Regions from separate parts of the Neogale vison genome. Here region 2 is linked to region 1. The links are chromatin contacts, called in public Hi-C maps. All regions are on one chromosome and are shown on one strand. Each heading gives the region's core, a stretch centred on a gene start, on an enhancer-like site or on the middle of the called end of the contact. The rest is flanking DNA. Distances are from core to core; before and after follow the strand shown.

Region 1 (6,471 bases), core at 1,167-3,666:
CAATCACGGCCACCTTCCTCCCACCCCCAGGGGGCCAACCCACACAGTCACAGAGACTTTGAAGGGCTTCTCTGGGCAGGGCCTGATCTGCCAAGAGGGGGCACTTTTAATGGGCCTCCCCAGGATGCCAGGTGCATTCAGGCTGGTGGGATGGGATGGGTGCCCGGGGATCAGGCAGATGCCACCCCAACCCAGAGATTTAAAATTCCTCCCTGGAAAATCAGATAATCAAGGAAGTCAAATACCGTGAAATGAGTGTGATCCTTGCCAGAAACCCAGAGGGAGCCTCAGAAAATCATCACATGGCAAGTGTGGGCCTGTGACCCACCCCCACCCCACGTCGTTTCATGGGCAGAGAAACTGAGGCACAGACCCCACCAGGAAGAGTCTCAGAAAGAGGATCCCCTCCTCTTGCCCAGCATCTATTGAAGGCCTCCCTTGTGGCTGGCTGTGTGTTGGAGCCTATTGAGTGCCTACGCTCCCTGAGTTCAGTGCCTGCTGAGAATGGCTCCTTGTGTGCCAGTAGTGTTACCATTATTCAGTTCTGATCCTGGAGGGCTCCCCTGAGGAGGAAACATCCAAGCTGAGACCTGAGCTTAAGTAGGAGTCAGTGAAGCTGGTCAGAAGGACATTTCAGGCAGAGGGGGGAACATGTGCAAAGGCCCTGAGGCATGAAGGTGTTTGGCTCAGAAGAGCAAAGAAGCCAGAAGCCTGCTGCAAGAGTGGCGGGGAGGAGGGGGTACATGGAGGGAGAAGTCAGGAAGGAGGCAGAGGGGGCAGTATCTGGGGCTTGGAGGAGCCTGGCTAGGCCAACTCAGTGCTGGATGGGGAGAGAGGAGGCAAGCAGTGGGAGTCAAAGCTGGTGACCAGAAATCCAGCCCACAGTGACCACCCCAGGACTTCCAACCTCAGGAGAACCCTGCTTGGGAGCAGGAAAGAGGTGGGAGCTCTCTCCGGTCCTCCTGTTTTAAACCCTGCTCTGTGGAGCTCCTGAAAGAAAAAAGGAGATCAAAAGGGAAAATTTGCAAGTTAGATTTACCCTCAATTCTATTAAAGCACCAAAAGCTGTTGAAAAATAGTATTAGGGTCTTAACTCCACAAATGTTGGAAATCCCAGCCTGGAAGGCCCAAGGAGGTCACGCCATTCCCTGTCCTTCCTCCGTCAGGGAAGGAGGATAGGGCAGCGAGAGGCCGCAGTTTGGGCAACCCTGCCTAGCCTGCGGTCTCAGCTAATGTGGGCAAAGGGGCGGCCTCCCAGGGAGACCCAGGGGCTCCCCAGACTGGGTCTGGGCTTCTCCCAAGTGTGAGTGTGCTGTACAGAGGGTTGCGCTATTTCAATTGCTTACGGGGATGGGCAGATCTTATCCTTGGCCTTGGATGGGGGAGGAGGAAAAGGGAGAGAGAGGGAAGGAAAGAAGTCCATGCAGGTAGCAATCACTACCAGCAAGCATCTCCCATGTGCCCCCCACTGTCTGTTCCTCCCCTGATGGGAACATCAACTCTGATGACAGGGGGTGCCCCTGGGCTGGTCCCAGGCCAGGGGAATCTCCAGGTGGGTCTCAGCTCAGCTGACCCTCACAAAGCTCTGGATCCATCACCTTGCTCTGACAGACCCCAAGCCCGGGCACTTAACCTGGCTGCTCTGCACCCCAGTCTCTCTCTGGGTCTAACCTACAGGTTTACTCAGATGCCAGGCTGTGTGTGTGTGTGTGTGTGTGTGTGTGTGTGTGTATGGTGTTAGGTTAGCAGTGCAGACTGGACAGAGTGCAGGCTGGGCCTAGATCTTGGCTTAGCCACTTGTGAGCCGTGTGACCTTGGGTGAGGGACCCAACTTCTCTGTGCCTCAGTTATGAGGAGGTAATGAGATAAGAATGAGACGGCCCGTAGCGTAGCCCCTGAAAAAGGCAGACAGTAAGATTCCTTTAGGAAGGGGCTCTAAACTGAAGGGAGAGGGTCTCAGAAGGTCCTAGAAACTGTGGGAATCGACTGGAAAGCTTTGTGTGTAGGTACGTTTTTCGGAACAGAGAAGGTCCTTCGTTTTCATCACAGTCTCATGACCCCCCAAAAGCTAAGCACCCTTGAGCCAGCACTGACAGCCTCCCCTGTGCCCAGAGGGCCCCTCTTCGTACAACTTCGGAGGGGCTGCCTGTTGCCTGGCCGCCGGTGGGTGTAGGTTGTCTGCAGACCCCACGGGCACCCACGCCTGGGGGGGCCACGTGTGCGCAGGGACAATGAGCCCCTGACTCGGGGAGAATTGTTTCTCGGGCTGAGACATCGTCCGCGGTTGTACCCAAACCAGCTCCTTTCTCCAGGATCGGGAGGCTAAAAAACAGGCTTCAAAGGCAAGCTCTGAATAAACAAAACACAATAAAAATAACTCTTGGAACCCAAATGCTGAATCACAGCCCCAGGCGCATTAAACCAGCTGATGCCAGCCCTCCCTGACGACAGGCAAGGGCCTTAGGGCTGGGACCTGGGGGGGGGGGCGGGCATCCTCACTCAGTGCCTTGCCCCCAGCAGGTCACTCCACCCAGCCCCGCCCTCCTGGCCTTCCTGGGACTCCTGGTGGCTTTCTCAGGCAAGAAGGTCCTTTGCCCAATTCTTACCTGCCCAAGTGAGGGGCTTCCCCATCTGGCATCGGAGGGCAGTCAGGGAGATTGTCAGGGGGCAGTGCTGTCCTACGGAAGGTGACCCTGCTCCTAGAAGGCAGTGTAGCTTTGAGGATTCCTATCTGGGTTGGGCTGTGTGACCCCAGGATGGTGGCTATACCTCTCTGAGCCTTGTACAAATGGAAATCACACAGTACCCCCTACCCCTTGCGGCAGTCCTGGCAATGAGGACAGGAGAGGGGCTGTGGGGGAGGTCTGGGTGTATGGACAAGGCCAGGTACTGTGCGTGGGTGACCCAAACACCCACGCTTCCTGGGTGAAACTCAGTCCCAACTTCTTCATCTATAAAATTAAATGGCCTTGAAAGAGCTTTCGATGACATCTCAGATTGTGGAGTGAGAACCCTAAGTGCAAAATAATGTGTACAAGATAGAACGTAGGTAAGATTGACGTTGCAAAATCAAAAGAGAGGCATGTTGGGGTGCCGGCAGCGTGGCCCAGTCATTTAGGCGTCCGACTCTTGGTTTCCTCTCAGGTTGTGATCTCAGGGTTGTGAGATGGAGCTCGGCGTCGGTCTCTGTCCTCAGCACAGACTCTTTCCCTCCCTCTGCCCCTTTCCCCCGCTGCTTGTGCTCTCTCTCAAATAAATAAATAAATCTTTAAAAATACAGGCATGTCTGTGCTTCCTTGTATGTGCACAGAATATCTCAAGAAGGTGCCCGGGGAATGGGGTTACCGAGTGGGAGGGACCGGGGCGGGGTGGGGGTGGCTGGGAGGGGATTGGGGCTTGTGCCTGTCCATGCTGTGCCCTACGCCTGCTCTAGCAAGCCAGCCGGAGACACAGGGTTTTTTTGTTTTTTTTTTTTAAGATTTTATTTATTTATTTGAGAGAGAGAGAGAGAGCATGAGCAGAGGCAGAGGGAGAGGCAGAGGCAGGCCCCCCGCTGGGCAGAGAGCCGCTCAGGACTCCATCCCAGGACCTGGGGACCATGACCTGAACAGAAAGACAGATGCTTAACCGACTGAGCCACTCAGGCACCCCCAGGGGTATTTTTTTTTTTTTAAAGTCCTTTTGGAGCTTTGCTGGTCCCAATCTCCTGCCTGACATTGACCCAGCCCCCAGGGGGCTGCCCTAGGGGATCCAGGGACCCACAACAGGGATTTGGGGTCAGGACAAAGCCCACTCTTTGGCATCATCTCCCAGGATCTGCTTCTCTGCCCAGCCTCACTCTGCCCGGCCAGCTGGAACTTTCCACAAGCCTTCCAACCTGTGTTGGGGGTGGGGGTGGGGGAGTCGTGCCTTCAAGCCAGTGCACCTGCTGGTGGCTCTAACCTCCTCTTGCTGGGCAGTCTAGGTGGCCCCCATGCACCATTGGCACAGTTTAATATCTGTATCCAGGACCAGCCACACAATTAGCCAGGGCCCAGCTCAAAATGAAAATGCGAGGCCCCTCGTTTAAAATCAATTGACAATTTCCAGATGACACCAGAAGACCATTAAACGGGGTACAGGATGCTTCTCCTGTGGGGGTCACACATCTGTATCTCCCTCACCAAGACAGGGGCTCCCTGACGTAGGAACACTGTCTCTCTTGTTCGTAGAGCCCAGGACACAGCCTGGTATGCTGTAGATGCTCAATTAACGTGTTCTGTGAAGGAAGGAAGGAAGGAAGGAAGGAAAAACAGGGGAACTGAGGAGTGGCAGAGTTTATCAGCCACAGCCACCTGTGCACTCGGGCTACAGCCCTGCTCTCTGGGCTGGAGAAAATCTGAGCCAGCTTCCAGGAGGAGGAAAAAACTCAGCCTCGGAGGAGGCGGCTGCCCTGTGTGCTCTTGGGACACCTGCCTGTGCTTTCCCCCATCACCGCACTTAATCACTGGTTTCTTCCCTGGAGCTCAGCTGTGTGACCCTGGGAGAGTGGCTTACCCTCTCTGTGCCCTGGTTTCTTTATCTATAATATTGGGCTGGGGCAATGCCTCGCTCGTCATAGAGCAGTGCCCTCCTTCCTGGGTAAGTAGGCTTTAAAACTGGCAGTCCTGGGCACCTGGGTGGCTCAGTGGGTTAAAGCCTCTGCCTTTAGCTCAGGTCCTGATCCCAGGGTCCCGGGTCTGCGCCCCACATCGGGCTCTCTGTTCAGCGGGGAGCCTGTTTCCTCCTCTCTCTCTCTGCCTGACTCTCTGTCTACTTGTGATCTCTGTCAAATAAATAAAATCTTTTGAAAAAATTAAAAAATAAAACTGGCAGTCTTTAGATCCCATCAGCTTGTGGTACGAGCTCAGTAATGTCCGTCATGATTCCTCTGGGATTCCTGGCCGCACGCTCAGCTCATGTGAATTCCTGCTCACCCTAGTTAATATTACAGAATGGCTGTGGCTGTTAGAAGTCACCCACGAGCCTGAGACGACCCAAGAAGGCATCGTTCCCTGGAGAACACAGTCTGGGTGCTCAAGGTGGCTGGAAAGTGCCTGGGCTGACAGGTTCCTGTAGGAAGATACTTTGGGGGGATTTGCCAGGGCGCTGCAGCCAGGAGAGCTGGAAGTCTGCCCAGAGCCCAGTGGGGGGCTTCCTGGGAGCTTGGGGGTGTCACCGCAGTCCCCAGAGCTGCCAGGTGCAGACAATAAGCCAGGGAAATCCTGGTGGGTGAGTCATTGGTGGTCCCCAAGGCCCCATGATGGGAGATGGTGGGCAGGCGGCTCCTGGCTACTCCTTCTGGGGTCTCAGTGTCGCCATTCACCATTCACCATTCTGGAACCATTCTGGGTTCCAGAGCCCAGCCTGGCAGGTCCAATCCCTGCTTCCAGGGACTGGACTCTGCCCAGCACCCAGCACCGGCCCCAGTGGGTCCCTGAGGCACAATGATCACCACCAGGGTCACCCCTGCTTCTTGAGGCTGTTTATTGGGGATGTCGAGGCTTACACAGGGCTGCTTGGAGGCGGCAGCATACACAGTCTCTGTGGAGGGCTTTGATGGCCTTCCACAGGAGCCCCTGGAAGGTGCAGACCATCTGTCACTTAGGACATATTTAGAAGAGAATGACAAAGGGACCCAAAGAGGCAGAAATGTTGGGGAGGGGAGGACACAGGCGGTGGGATTTAGATAATGGCAGACAAAGGCAGAGGGACGGGAAGGAGGAGTGGGCAGCCCCTCTTGGCTGGGGGACACCAGCCTGTCCTTCTCTCCAGTCAACAGCCCTCCTGAGCCCCTTGCTCCAAATCCCCCAGGCAGCTGGGCTGCAAAAAAAACGGTGCCAGTCACCAAACCCCTACCCTCGCTTCCTGTTCCTCTGTCCAGGTCTCACCTCGCCCCCACCTGCTGGCCTTGAGAGCCCAGATGTACCCCCGCCCATGCCGTAGGCAGTGGCTCAGGTCCCCTGTTCTGTGCTCCCAAAGCCCCAGGCCTCACACCATAGCACTTGACGCTCTGTCCTGGGATTGCCCCTTTGAGTCCCTGTCCCCCACCAGACGGTGGCCCCCTGGGAGCGGAGGTGGTCATTCTGGTGCCTGCTTGTGTGCCTCAGGCCCAGCATGTGCACAGCACACAGGAGCTGCTGCCGCACAAGGAAAGTGGGCGAGTCGGTGGGGCAGCTTCTGCCCCCGGAGCTCCAACCCCCACCCCTGCGCCAAAGAAATCTCTCTCTCCCTGACTTTGCCCTGGTTTGCCCCATGCCCCTTGTGCTGGAGTATGGACCCAAGAAGGAAGGGTCCTCCAGATCGCCCCATTTTGCCCCCGGGGGATGGGGGAGGAGGGAGCCCAGCCAGCACAGCTGTATGTTGGGGTCAGTCTCCAGACCCCCACTCTTAATCTGTGTGACCTTGAGAAAGAGCTTAACCTCTATGGGCCTTGGTTTCCCTGGACAACAA
Region 2 (6,471 bases), core at 1,266-3,765, 330 kb before region 1:
CACTGGTGGGACTATGGCTCCAGGGTAGGTGTAGACTGCCCTGGGCCGAGGCGGCACTCTGTCGGTGTGAGTGTCTCGTTCTGAACCCTGGGGCTCTTTGCTGTTCCCAGACCACCCGTATTTGGAGCCCAGGCACTTTGTCGATGAGAAGGCCGTGAATGAGAACCACAAGGACTACATGTTCCTGGAATGTATCCTGTTTATCACTGAGGTGAGGGGAAGGGGTGAGGGAGAAGCCCATGGCGGCCTCCGGCTGAAATCAACGGAGGCTGATGGCTTTGGAGTGGGACAGAGGAGCTGGCGCTCTTGCTTGAGGATGGCAGGTCAATAATCCTCGAAGGGGGATTATTGACAAGGAAGCCCCACTAGGCCTGTGAAAGGTTAAGCCAGCTTCTGACTGTCTAGGGACTCCTCCCCCAAATCTGTGGTCTGGGAACTCCGTGGGACTCGAGCTGAGGGACTGGGACTCGGTGGCTTGTGCACTTGGTGACTGATGCAGCTGGTCTGAGGGGGTGGGTGGGGCCCACGAGCTCTGTCCGGCACACGCATGTGGCTGTGCAGGATGAAACCCATGCAGGAGGCGGGGACACTCAGGCGGACGGCAGGGCTAGAGTTCTGCTGAGGTGATGTGTCTCGGTCAGCGCCTGAGGACACGGGCCAGATGAGGTGCTGGAGGTGAACCAAGCAGGCCCAGGCCCCCAGCGCACCGGGAAGGGGGTATTTAGTAACTGGGTGCTGTTGCCCACTGAGGCTGGGTCTCCCGCTTCCTCAAGGTCACCCAGGGAGCTTGTTAAAATCCACGTTTCTGTGCCCAACTCCAGCTTTATGAATCAAGAATCTTAGGTACAAGAGCCAGGAACCTGTGTTAAATACACTTGCCAGGTGATTTTTGCACGGGATTTGGGGACTCACTGCTCATAGGGCCTCTCTCAGGAGCTGCCAGGACCTTTCGTCCCTGCTGCTGCATACCTCACCCCCTTCCCCCAAACTTTGAAAGCATGCCCTGGTTCTGCTGTCTGTAGAGGGTCTCGCCACCATTCTCTTAACAATGCCCACACGCACATCTGGGCTCGGTGATGCTTCCGGCCCGGCCATGGTCTCCTCCCAACCGGGGCTGCTCTCTTGGCTCGGGTTCTGAGCCCCCCGAATGGAGAAGCCTGGCTGAGCAGCCATTGCCTCGGGTTCCTCACGGTCAGCATCCGGCTCGGGCCTCTGGCAAACTCCAGAGGCCAGAGGGGAATGGACACGTTTTTCCAAGTCAGCAAATGGAGCCGGGACTGACGGCTGGGCGGCGGCTGCCTCAGTCTCAGATTTGCTGCCTTCAGCAGTGTGGCAGGCCCAAGGTCGGAAGGACTCAGGGCAGCCTGGCTCACTGCCTCGAGAGCTAGTCACGTGCTGCTCTTTCCAGAGCGGAATGCGGGGGTCTGGGGAGCCCTGGCGGCCTCTGGAAGAAGCGGGAGGAGCAGGGTGGGGAGAAGGGGTGCACCTTCTAGGCTGAGCCCTTGCTTTGCTCACGGAGGGATAAAAGGCTCAGCTGTTCTGGCTCCCTCTGGTGGCTGGCCAAGCCCCTGGGTCCCTGTCAGTGACTAACAAGGAAGAAAGCCAGGCCGGGTCGCAGGGAAGATGGGAACTGATTCCAGGTTAAAATGTTGTATTTTTTTTTGTTGGGTTGGTTATACTGGTATAAAAACCCACAAGCTTTCTGAAGTTTGGGACCCTGTTCCTCTGCTGGAGGAAACCCTGCAATGGCCACTAGGTGGTGCGAAAGGCACACGGAACTTGGAGAAGGTTCCCGTACCTTAACTGCGGGAGAGGCGGAGAGGCCGGCCCTAGAGTTTTTGCTTGTTCTGTACCCTCTCTGCAAGGCCTGCTTCTCACTCCGGGTCTGGGTGCTTGGGCATGGTGGTAAACACTGACTGCCGGCAGGGCCGAGGGCTCCCTTTCATCCACCCGGGCTGGCACGTAGCGGACTCTGCTGCGTTGTGGTGCTTCTCCGTTGCTCCAGGCTCGGCTGCGCCCACCCCAAGCCCCCTGCCACCCTGCACCAGGGTGTCCCTGCCCTTGGTTCCCCCAGTTCGTGAATGAGTGACCTGGCCTGGCTCACTCTGGTTGAGGGGTGGGGCACAGGGGACCTGGAGGCCCCTGCGGAGTTCCGTGCGCTTCAGGCTGGAAGGGGGCAGTGTTGCCCATGGAGACTGGGGAATCAGGAGGCTGGTGCAACTAGGAGAAAAAGCAGAACAGCCAGAAGTTGGCAGTAGAACCGGGCATCTCCTCCCCATCTCCCGGGGCCTGCCCTCGTAACCCTGGGCATCCCAGAAGAGGGACCCCACCTCACAGGGCTTCTGCCGGCTCAGGAAATGCAGCCCTGGCGCCTTTAAGAGCCCAGGGCAGGCAGGAAAAGAATTTCAGTTTCAATCTGGCTTCTAAATTTGGAGTTTTGGGAAGGGAGGGATCAGATTTCAGCTGGAAGGGAAGGAGCTGACAGGAAGGCGCTGTGCAGAGCCTCCCCCCATCCCCCCTCAGTTACTGACAGAGGAACCATTTACAAAAGGCCGATTCTCTTGGGAGTGGAGAGGCAGGAACGCAGCGTCTGTGAGTAATTTCCTGCTCAATATGGCTGCTCTGACTCACACGATTCCCCTGGGGTCACTGCGGGACTGCAGCTTGCTTGCTCGTTCTCGCTCTTTCTCTTCTCCCTTTGTGGCTAGAATGAGCTAATTTTTTTTTTTTTTTTGTCTTCTCGCTCCCGATTCCTTTTATCCCCCTCGTCTGTTTTCCTTTCCCAGAGTTGCAAAGTCTCCTTCTGAAGGACTTAGGGAGACCTGGGGACACTGAAGGCCTGGGGTGGGGGGGAGTGGGGCAGCCCCTCTCGAGAAATAGCATCTCTGGCTTTTCCACGGGGAGGGCCAGGGCCACTGGGGCTCTGCCAGCAGGCCAGAGAGGCCTTTTGGGGTCCCCTCCCGTGCTCCCAGTGGGTGAGGCTGGCGCATGAGGCTGAGCCTCTGGTTTCCCAGCATCCTGGGCTGGCCCTGGCCTCGGGGCCCTAGCCGAGCAGGCTTCTGGAGCTATGCTGTGGGACTAGGCCAGCAGGGCACCTCGGGGGCAGTTTGGTCACCAGGCCTTGTCCAGAGTGAAACTGATGACACCACTCCAGCGGTCCCCAAACTTCTCTGGGCATGGAAGTGTGCAGGAGAGGACTGGAGCCAGCGCTGGTCCCCAAGGGTCTGAGAGCTTTGGGGGAAGGGGTGGGGCGAGAGGGAGGGACGGTAGCTGGGGGTGGAGCCTGCTGGAGTAGGTGGTGGGGCGGGGGTACAAAGCTCCTGAAGGGCTGCCGGCTGTAGGCTCTGGGTATCAGCAGCCATCCCTATCCCAGAGGAGGGAGCCTTAGAAATAGAGGTGGGGGAGATAGTGGGTGTAGGCGCTGACCCCAGGAAGAGCCCCGCAGCCACCAGGGTGGGTCTTGTTTCTGTCCCCCGCCTCAGGCTGTGGCCCTCACTGCTGGAGGAAGGGGTCTGTTGTCCTTGCTACTGAACCTGGGGGTCGAGACAGGCTTTGGGGGAATTTTAGCCAGGAGAGGGAGGTAACAGCAGTAAATGGCAGCTTTTTGGATTTAAATCTTGCAGTTTGACACAAGGCCTTATGGTATGGGAGTGGGTCACCTGGGGAGTCCACAGCCAAGCAGTGGGGGGTGTTATGAGTTCCTGGGCCCCTCTTCTAATGCCCAATATGGAGGAGCTTTGGGTCCATCCTTTCTTCCTGGAACAGCTCTCCTCCAGGCCCGCCTCTGCTCTCAGCCTCTTCTGGAACCTTCCACCCACTCAGGGTCCAAGTCTCTGCTTCCTTGCCAGCTCAGCCTCTTTGCTTTTCGGACTCTTTCTTCTGAAGCCTGGGGCTCAGGGTGCTGAGCCCCATTCCCGCAGCCAGCATCAGTACGTTTCTGAGTTGGGGGGGCAGTGTTGAGGGGGATTGGAATGCCTTCGAGCTACAGACGTGCCGGCCTGGTGCGGAGGGCCTCGCTGTCTCAGGGCTGTGGTTTCTCGTGTCGTGGGAACTTCTCTGGGCTGGCTGCAGAGTCTCTTTCCTTCCTGGAGGGTCAAGCTCTCTGGCAAGAGGGGGACAGGAATGGAGCTGTCCTTGCTCCGGCCTGTCCCTTGCTGCTGTCAGTGCCATCCCTGCCTAACCTCCCAGCCAGGTTGGGTGGGCTTTCCAGAACAGACGTTCCTCCCGAATCTGCTGCAGGTGCTCCCGGCTCAGGGCTCATGTCTGCCCCCTCTTTTCCTCCCTCCCTTTTGCCTGCCCTGCAGAGGGCAGTTGGATGCCTGGGTTTGGTCTTACCCACCTTGCCCTTCGCCCAAAACCACCCCCTCCCCTGGCTCTTGCAGCTTCGCCTGTGGCAGGTACAGCCCGAGTCCTGGGGTAGGGGGGCAGTGCCTGCCCTGGATGTGGGGCCGCGGAGGGCCAGGGAGGCTGCTGCTGCTCTTTATCTGAACGGGAGCAGGTCCCTGTGCTGGTGGGGCGTTCTGTGGCTGTGGGGGAATTGCTGGGAGTCCCAGCTGGGGCTTGGGTTGAGATTTTATTTTTCTGAGGCTGCTGAATGTGGTGGGTGGTGGGAATCGGGCTCCCTTTTTTTTGGCTATGGAAGAAAGGATGACCCTGGAGGTTATATTTTCCCTGTGGGTCTTTCAGACTGAGAGTCGGTCTCTGATACTTAAGGGCGCCTCTGTGTGCACGCGTATGCGTGTGTGTGTCCCCTCCCTCCCAGGTGGTGCAGCCAAGTCCCTGAACATACATGCGCACGTGTGCGTGTCTGTGTGTACACATACGCATGCACGTGTGTGCTTTAGTGTGTGTGCATGTTTGTGTGCATGCACACGCGTGTACACATACGTGTACAACCTTGCTGCTGGGATCTGGGGATGAGCTCCTAGGTAGCCTGCCTCTCCAGCTGTGGATTTTCTTTTCCAGATGAAGACAGGCCCCTTTGCAGAGCACTCCAACCAGCTGTGGAACATCAGCGCCGTGCCCTCCTGGTCCAAGGTGAACCAGGGTCTGATCCGCATGTACAAGGCCGAGGTGAGAAGGGTGGGCCGGCGCTCCTGATCCTGGGGCTGCCGACCGCACCCCGCACCCTGCTGCTTTGCTCCAGATCTTGGGCCAGCTTCTCTGACGCTGCGGGCCTCAGTGTCTCTCTCCGTCTGTGGGATGGGCACCCAGAGAATCTCTGAGGCCTGGCTCTGCCCTGTGACCGAGTCAAGGCCCTGCAACTCAGGGTCCTGTCAGATGGCCAGAGGCCCCTCACAGCCGTGTCTCCCACGGGGACATGTAGGCGGACGGGCTTTGGAGGCGGCAGCCAAGTTGGTGCTCCTCAGGCATTGGTGGGTCTGATCCCGGGGCAGGTGGGGGTCTCCTGGAAGGCCCAAAGCTGACATTTCTGGCAACCACTTCAGGTGGTCCTCCTGCTCTCTGGTGGGAAAACAGCGTGAGGACATGGGTTCCCAGAGCTCCCCCCGCTGGGAGTTACTGCCCAGCTCCTGAGGGCGTCCTCTGCCCTCGTTCCCCTTTGGCACCTTTTCGGCACCAAGTAGGGAGGAGACATTTTCTTGCCATCCTGTCCCTTTTGCTAGCTCCTTTCACATCTGTGCACACCAATGCCAGAGCTGTGTGACCTTGGCCAGGGAAGGGCTTCCATGTGAAGTCCTTCGCCCAGAGTCACGAGTTCTCCAAGTCCCCTCTTTCCGCCCTCAGGCTGGTGGTCTTTGATGTTGTCCCCTGCCCATCTCCTGACCATTCCTCTCCCATGGAGGGAGGGGGGCTGGTTCTCTGGGTCTACTTCATTATGCTCCACACTTACGCAGACCCCATCAATGGAGGCAGGGGGCGCGGGGGGAAGAGGGCATTAGAGGCTTGGCTCTGGTTTGGTAGTATAGGTGCTTCCAGTTGGCCCTGTTCCCCCTGCATGGCCTTGAAAGGGTTAATGGTGCTGGAACTGACCAGGCCTGGCCCTCTCTCTCCCTTCCGCCCCCTCCCCCTCTGGTCCCCTTCCTCTGGACTTCACATCCTGTGTTTAGGTTCCAGCCCACATACCTCTCTAATCTGAGAGGCCGGGCTGCCCTGCTGCTCCTTCCGGGCTGGCCCAGTGGGCCCTCTAGTCTGGCTGTCCCCTGCCTGGAGAGCTCCCAGGGCACTGCCCTCTGGGTGTCCTATTGTTCCTGACACACCCCCCACCTGCCCCCGCCAGTCCCCTAGTGGGTGCCGATGGGGAACCCCTCCCCACTGCTGGGGGCTCTGTGCAGCGGGAGTGGAGCGCCTGGCCCCTCCGGCCTCCCAGCCCTGCTCCCGGCTGCCACTGCCACGGCCAGGACTCCTGGCGGCCAGGGCTCTGGGCCTTTCCTGCTTGGGGTCCGAAGTGCTACCCTTCCTGCATGGCTCTCCCTCGAATGACTCACTGGAAACTTATGGGGGTGGTGGGGG

What was found. Hi-C and Micro-C count contacts between places; a contact is called where the count stands out from the background.
Region 2: a Hi-C map of fibroblasts shows a contact between it and region 1, with 8 times the contacts expected there. The contact joins two enhancer-like sites. A contact is called at or near these places in 2 of 3 Hi-C or Micro-C datasets (fibroblasts and muscle).

The regions. Positions count from the first base shown.
Region 1 is chr9:6,236,341-6,242,811 of ASM_NN_V1, reverse strand. No RefSeq gene overlaps it. Among named protein-coding and RNA genes, the nearest start is that of C9H9orf50, 12 kb to the right of the region's middle. Within about 2 kb of position 2,416, the one cell type or tissue checked has open chromatin away from gene starts, as enhancers often do. A contact at or near this core is called in fibroblasts, where this site is marked.
Region 2 is chr9:6,570,420-6,576,890 of ASM_NN_V1, reverse strand. PTPA (serine/threonine-protein phosphatase 2A activator) reads left to right here. Exons shown (of 10, transcript XM_044264711.1): 8 at 111-211; 9 at 4,966-5,073. Among named protein-coding and RNA genes, the nearest start is that of PTPA, 22 kb to the left of the region's middle. Within about 2 kb of position 2,515, the one cell type or tissue checked has open chromatin away from gene starts, as enhancers often do. A contact at or near this core is called in fibroblasts, where this site is marked.